2 separate regions of the Sus scrofa genome follow, and region 1 is linked to region 2. The links are chromatin contacts, called in public HiChIP or PLAC-seq maps. All regions are on one chromosome and are shown on one strand. The core of a region is the stretch at or near the end of the contact, and the rest is flanking DNA. Distances in the headings are between cores, read along the strand shown.

Region 1 (2,700 bases), core at 108-2,607, 120 kb before region 2:
ACCACTCATGTTCCCAAACCCCCTTCCCATTCTGATCCATACCACCTTCTATCATGCACATCATTTCCTATAACAGCTCCTCATTTTTGCCTTTACCCCTGTCTTGACCTATGCCCTCCCCCATCACTGGCTGTGTTACCCCATGTGGACCCCCAACCCCTACTGAGGCAATCAAGAGCCTTGTCCTCAGTCTTCTCATACACCCTTAGTTGCTGGAGTAAGAGGCTGGAGGGTTGAAAAGGAGACTAGATCTAGGGAGACTAGGGGAGAAGAGAGTAGAAAAGGCCAGAGAGGGACATCTGGGAAGGGGGCCTGGAAGATGGGGAAGGTAGGAGCAGGTAGAGGCAGGGGTGGGAAGATGAGGAGGTAAAGAAGCTGTTCACCAGAGTTCCCACTGTGATGCAGTGAGTTAAGGATCTGGCTTGTCTCTGTGGAGGTGATAGTTCGATCCCTGGCCTAGTGCAGTGGGTTAAGGATCTGGCACCGCTGCAGCTGTGGCATAGGTCACAGCTGCAGCTTGGATTCAATCCCTGGCCTGGGAACTTCTCTATGACATGGGTGTGGCCAAAAAATAAAAAAAGAAAGAAACTGCTCCCCGCAAGCCTCCCTCTTCCGGATCTTCTCCCAGAATGTTAGCAGGCGAGGGCTTTGAAGGACCCGCCATGGCAGAGAGTGTGATCCAGTGGGTAGAGGTTCAGAGTTCAAGAGCCCTAGGTTCCCATCCCAGTTCTACTTCCCACTTGCTGTGCAACCTCAGGCCAGTCACTTCACCCCTCTGAGCCTGTCTGCTCATGTGAAAAGGGAGGACAATAGTATCCCTTCCTATGGGGGAGGGAGCATTTCAAGTTCCACCTCCAATACTCCCTCCTCCTCCAAAAGCCTTCCTTACCCCCTCCCATTTGGTATTCTGATACCCCCATCCCTCTTTCCACCTCAGCTCTGGCCCAGGGATGTTTGTGTCCAGCTCCCTCTCCCAGAGCCTGGGATCTGCTTGGGGCTGGGCCATGTGGCTGGGCCATATATTTTGGCACCAAAGGAGTGTCTCCATGGGGTTCTTGAAGAACTGGAGTCCTGGAGAGGGTCTGAGTAGTGTAGGGGCATGGGGACCAATCTTGGGGCATCCAGTGGCCTTGCTGGGGGATGAGGCAGGGTTCAGAAGGGACTTCCCAGGAGCAGGACCCTTTGAGAATACAGAGAAGGCCTGAAACAAAAAACCAAGACTTGTGGAGTTCCCTCGTGGCTCAGTGGGTTAAGGATCTGGCCTTGTTACTGCTGTAGCCCTGCTTACAGCAGTGGCATGGGTTCGATCCCTGGCCTGGGAACTTCCACATGCCATGAATGTGGCAAAAAAAAAAAAAAAAAAAAAAAGTTAAAGGGATATTTTTATTAAAACAAAAACAAGAGGTTCCCGTCGTGGCTCAGTAGTTAACAAACCTGACTAGTATCTATGAGGATGTAGATTTGATCCCCAGCCTCGTTCAGTGGGTCAAGGATCTGGCATTGCAGTGAGCTGTGGTGTAGGTAACAGACGCGGCTTGGATACTGTTGCTGTGGCTGTTGTGTAGGCTGGCAGCTGTAGCTCTGATTTGACCCCTAGCCTAGCAACTTCCATATGCCGCAGGTATGGCCCTAAAAAGGAAAAAAAAAAAAAAAAGACTTGGGTCAGGGCTAAGAACAAAAAGCCAAAACTCAAATCTGAGTCCCGTCCTGACCACTGTGGACCAACCTGAGGCAAGTCATTACCTTCGCGGTCCTCCTTTTATTCCATCCACAGATTTGAAGGAAACTGGGAGGGAGGTCCCACACTTGACCAAGGGATCCCTTCCAGGTTACCCTCACCTCATTCAAGTAGTGCTAGTCTTCCTACTTGAATGTCCTATAGCACAGGGAGCTCCCAGCTGCCAATCTATTTCTGGGAGCAAGTCCTAGTGAGCCAGGTCTGGGAATGCCCACTCTCCCATACTCCAGGGAATGGGTAAGGCTGCCAGCATGTGGGGGCAGATGCAAGGTCTGCTGGGTAAACTGACATTGTGGAGCCTTAGTTCACTTTCTGAAAAATGGGAGCAAGGACTTAAGAGGTGAAACAAGGCAGAGGGTTACAATGCACCCTCCAGAATCAGCCAGAACAGCGGGCAACGACTGTCTGGAGGTAAAGTGCTGGGCCAAGGCTTTGCCTCTTGCGCCCCCTGACGGCCGGCAAGAGCGGGACGTTCACCAAGCGCTTAGGGCAAGATGCAAATAAAACGCAAATTAACCAGCACCTCCAGGAGCCCCAGGACTTGGGGTGGTAAGGGATCTGACAACCTCGAGTCCTGAACATAGCCTTTTTTTTTTTTTCCTTTCTTTTTTATGGACGCACCTGTGGCATACGGAAGTTCCCAGGCCAGGGGTCAAATTGGAGCTGCAGCTGCCCGCCTATACCACAGCCACAGCAACACCAGATCCCAGCCCCACCTGCGACTTACACTACAGCTTGTGGCAATGCCATATCCTTAACCCACTGAGTGAGGTCTGGGATCGAACCCCATCCCAGGGTTGTTAACCCGCTGAGCCACAACAGGAACTCTGAACATAGTCTTTGAGAGGACAATTGGTTGCTGGCTGAGGTCATGTTCAGGGGCTGTGAGTGACAGACAGAGAGACCTGGGAAGGTCTAGGGCACCCCATAAGTGCCTCTCATAGTGCCTGACCAGTCCAAGG
Region 2 (2,700 bases), core at 118-2,617:
TTTTTTTTTTTTTTTTTTTAGGGCTGCACCTGCAGTGCATGGAAGTTCCTGGGCTAAGGGTCAAATCCGAGCTGCAGCTGTTGACCCACACCACAGCCACAGCCACATGGGATCCTAGCTGCATCTGTGACCTACAGTGCAGCAGCACTGGAGCCCACGGAGCAAGGGCGGGGATCTAACCTGCATTCTCAGGGAGACAACATCAGATTCTTAACCCACTGAGCCACAACAGGAACTCCCCCTGACACTCATTAAATAGCAAGCCCTGGAAGCCTTGGCACTTGCTGTCTCCCTCTACCCTGCAGGTCCTCCTACAACTGGCATCTTCTTATTTTAATTATCTTCTACTCAGAAAGGTTTCCTTGACTACCCATATCAGCAGCCTCCACCTCCACTGCCTCACATCATCATAATTCAGTCTCTGTAAATATTTCTTCTTTGGTGCATTGTCCGACGCCCCAAGAGAAAGTAACCTTCAGGAAGGCAAGGCCCTGTTTTGGTTACCATTGCATCCTCTCTACCTAGTACAGTGCCTAGTACAATGAATATCTGCTGAATGCACCTCAGTCTAGGTGGGTAGACAAGGAAAGACAAGGCTTGTGGTAAACTGGGGGCTCGAAAGATGCACGAAAGTGTTCAGGCAGCTTCTTCAGAAAGTGGGATACAGGCCAGGCGGGAGCTGCTAAGAGAGAGGAGCAGGACAATCCAAGGTTGCCGCTGGCTCGGGGAGCTGAGCTTGCAGCAGCCCTGAGGGTGGTTATATCGGAAAAGCGGCACAGGGCAGATCCCGGTGACGGCTTTTAAGGAAAGCCGGCGTTCTCAGCAAATCAGCGGGGGTGGGGGTGGGGGTAGGTAGCAACTAGGTCTTGGATCTCGGCAGACGGGGGTGGTGCAGAAGCCGCCGCTTCCGGCTGTCTACATGCTGAGGCTAAAGGCCAGTGAGTTTAGCAGGCCGGAGAGGAGGGCGAAGCTAAGACGCGTAGCCGGAGGATTCAGGCGAACGCCTGAGGGGAGGCGGGGGCTGTTACCTGCAACATCCCGGTTGTCCATCTTGAGACTCATCCAATCCCACAATGCTCGGGCGCCACCGGAGGGGGGCCAGTTATAGTGCGCATTGCCTGATGGGAGATGTAGTCCATATCGGCAAGCCATGCCCTGCCATTCCTTGGACACCTGAGGGTTTTCCCGCCAGGAATGCAAACTTCAGTCCATAGACACACTCCGGTCTCAGTCCTGAGGAACAGAAGGTGTCGCCTTTTCTCAGACTTTCTCGGAGCCACGGCCACTCCAAATACAAACTACATGTTCCAGGTTGCTTTGTACAGCGGCTCTCGCGAGAGACGCGAGGAGCGCCCGGCCCCGCCCCACGCGCCTGCTTCCGCCTCCCTGTGGCGGCGGCTTGTTGTTGTGGAGCCAAAATGGCGGCTCAGGCGGCTGCGGCGGCCCAGGCGGCGGCAGCCCAGGCAGCGCAGGCCGAAGCGGCCGAGTCGTGGTACCTGGCTCTTCTGGGCTTCGCCGAGCACTTCCGCACTTCCAGTCCGCCTAAGATCCGCCTGTGTGTTCACTGCCTGCAGGCCGTGTTCCCCTTCAAGCCGCCGCAGCGCATCGAGGCCCGGACGCACCTGCAGCTCGGCTCTGTGCTCTACCACCACACCAAGAACAGCGAGCAGGCGCGCAGCCACCTAGAGAAGGCGGTGAGCGCGGGCCGGGCCGCGAGGGAGGAGGCGCGGGGCTCCTTTCCGTGCTTGGGCTGACGGGTCGCGACCCTGGCGTGCGGGGACGCCTGGGTCACTTCTCGGGGGCCTGAGGCGTGACTTCCGCACAAGCAGCAAGACCCCGAAGACGTCAGCCTCTCAGGGGACCCGAGGGCCTCGTCCCGTACCTTACTTAAAGTGTCTGGTGACAGGCAGAGGCCTAGGACCCTGCTCCGAGTACTCCGACAGCTGTCTCTTTTAGAAGCAACAGGGTCCCCAAATTCTTAAGGTTTTCAAGATAGCACCTATGGGGATGCCTCCAGGCCGGCCCTTCTGAGGTGACTCAGGTCCAGGTGACAGTCCAGGCATCCCTTGAGAGTCTGAAGTTAGGTCTCTGAAGAAATCTAGGAAGGCATCCTCTCTCAGGACACGCATGTCTGAGAAGGGTCTGGAGGTTATTGTGCCCCACATCATTGATGAGGAGAGTCATAGGTGGGAGGCAGAGGCTCAGAGCCTAGAGTTGCTCATTTGAAGTCCTAGAAGGAGGCAAAACTGAGGGAGGGATGTCTTGATTCCAGGGCTGGGGCCTCCTGCTTTTGCCATATCCACTGGTGACTCCTCTTTTCCCCACCATTCACTAGTCCATCCCCTTCAGAGAGCAGGCCCCATCTCCCCATGTTGATTTTTGGGATCTTGGTACCTCAAAGAATGTGGAAAAGTGGCTGTCATTCTGCCCTTTCTGGCTGTGGTTTCTTCCCACAGCAACACTTCTTAGCTCCTGTCAGTTCATGTCTCCATTTAACATTTACCCAGTTTTATTCTGCTTAAAGGAGAGATTTCTTGAATAGAATTAACTTCAATTCAGAGAAATTTCTTCATCTGAGATAAATCTGAAACCACCTATAATTAGTAACAAGTTGCCTTCAGGAGAATAATCAGATCTTTGTTTTGCAGACTGTAAAGAGTTGGAAAGGGACTTTAGTCTTTGCATGGTCTACTTCCTTGT

The links. HiChIP or PLAC-seq counts read pairs in DNA pulled down with a chosen protein or histone mark.
Region 1: an H3K27ac HiChIP or PLAC-seq map of alveolar macrophages shows a contact between it and region 2. The contact joins the promoter of MEF2B here to the promoter of MAU2 in region 2. A contact is called at or near these places in 1 of 5 promoter capture datasets (fetal liver), 3 of 47 Hi-C or Micro-C datasets (fetal heart ventricle, liver and skeletal muscle) and 1 of 2 datasets of contacts at active chromatin or transcription factors (alveolar macrophages).

Annotation. Positions count from the first base shown.
Region 1 is chr2:58,697,830-58,700,529 of Sscrofa11.1, reverse strand. It overlaps MEF2B (myocyte-specific enhancer factor 2B), which reads right to left and starts at 1,357. Exons shown (of 9, transcript XM_021083441.1): 1 at 1-1,357.
Region 2 is chr2:58,572,915-58,575,614 of Sscrofa11.1, reverse strand. It overlaps MAU2 (MAU2 chromatid cohesion factor homolog), which reads left to right and starts at 1,367. Exons shown (of 19, transcript XM_021083430.1): 1 at 1,367-1,694. The coding sequence starts at 1,419. SUGP1 (SURP and G-patch domain-containing protein 1) reads right to left here and starts at 1,181. Exons shown (of 15, transcript XM_021083429.1): 1 at 1,029-1,181. The coding sequence starts at 1,152.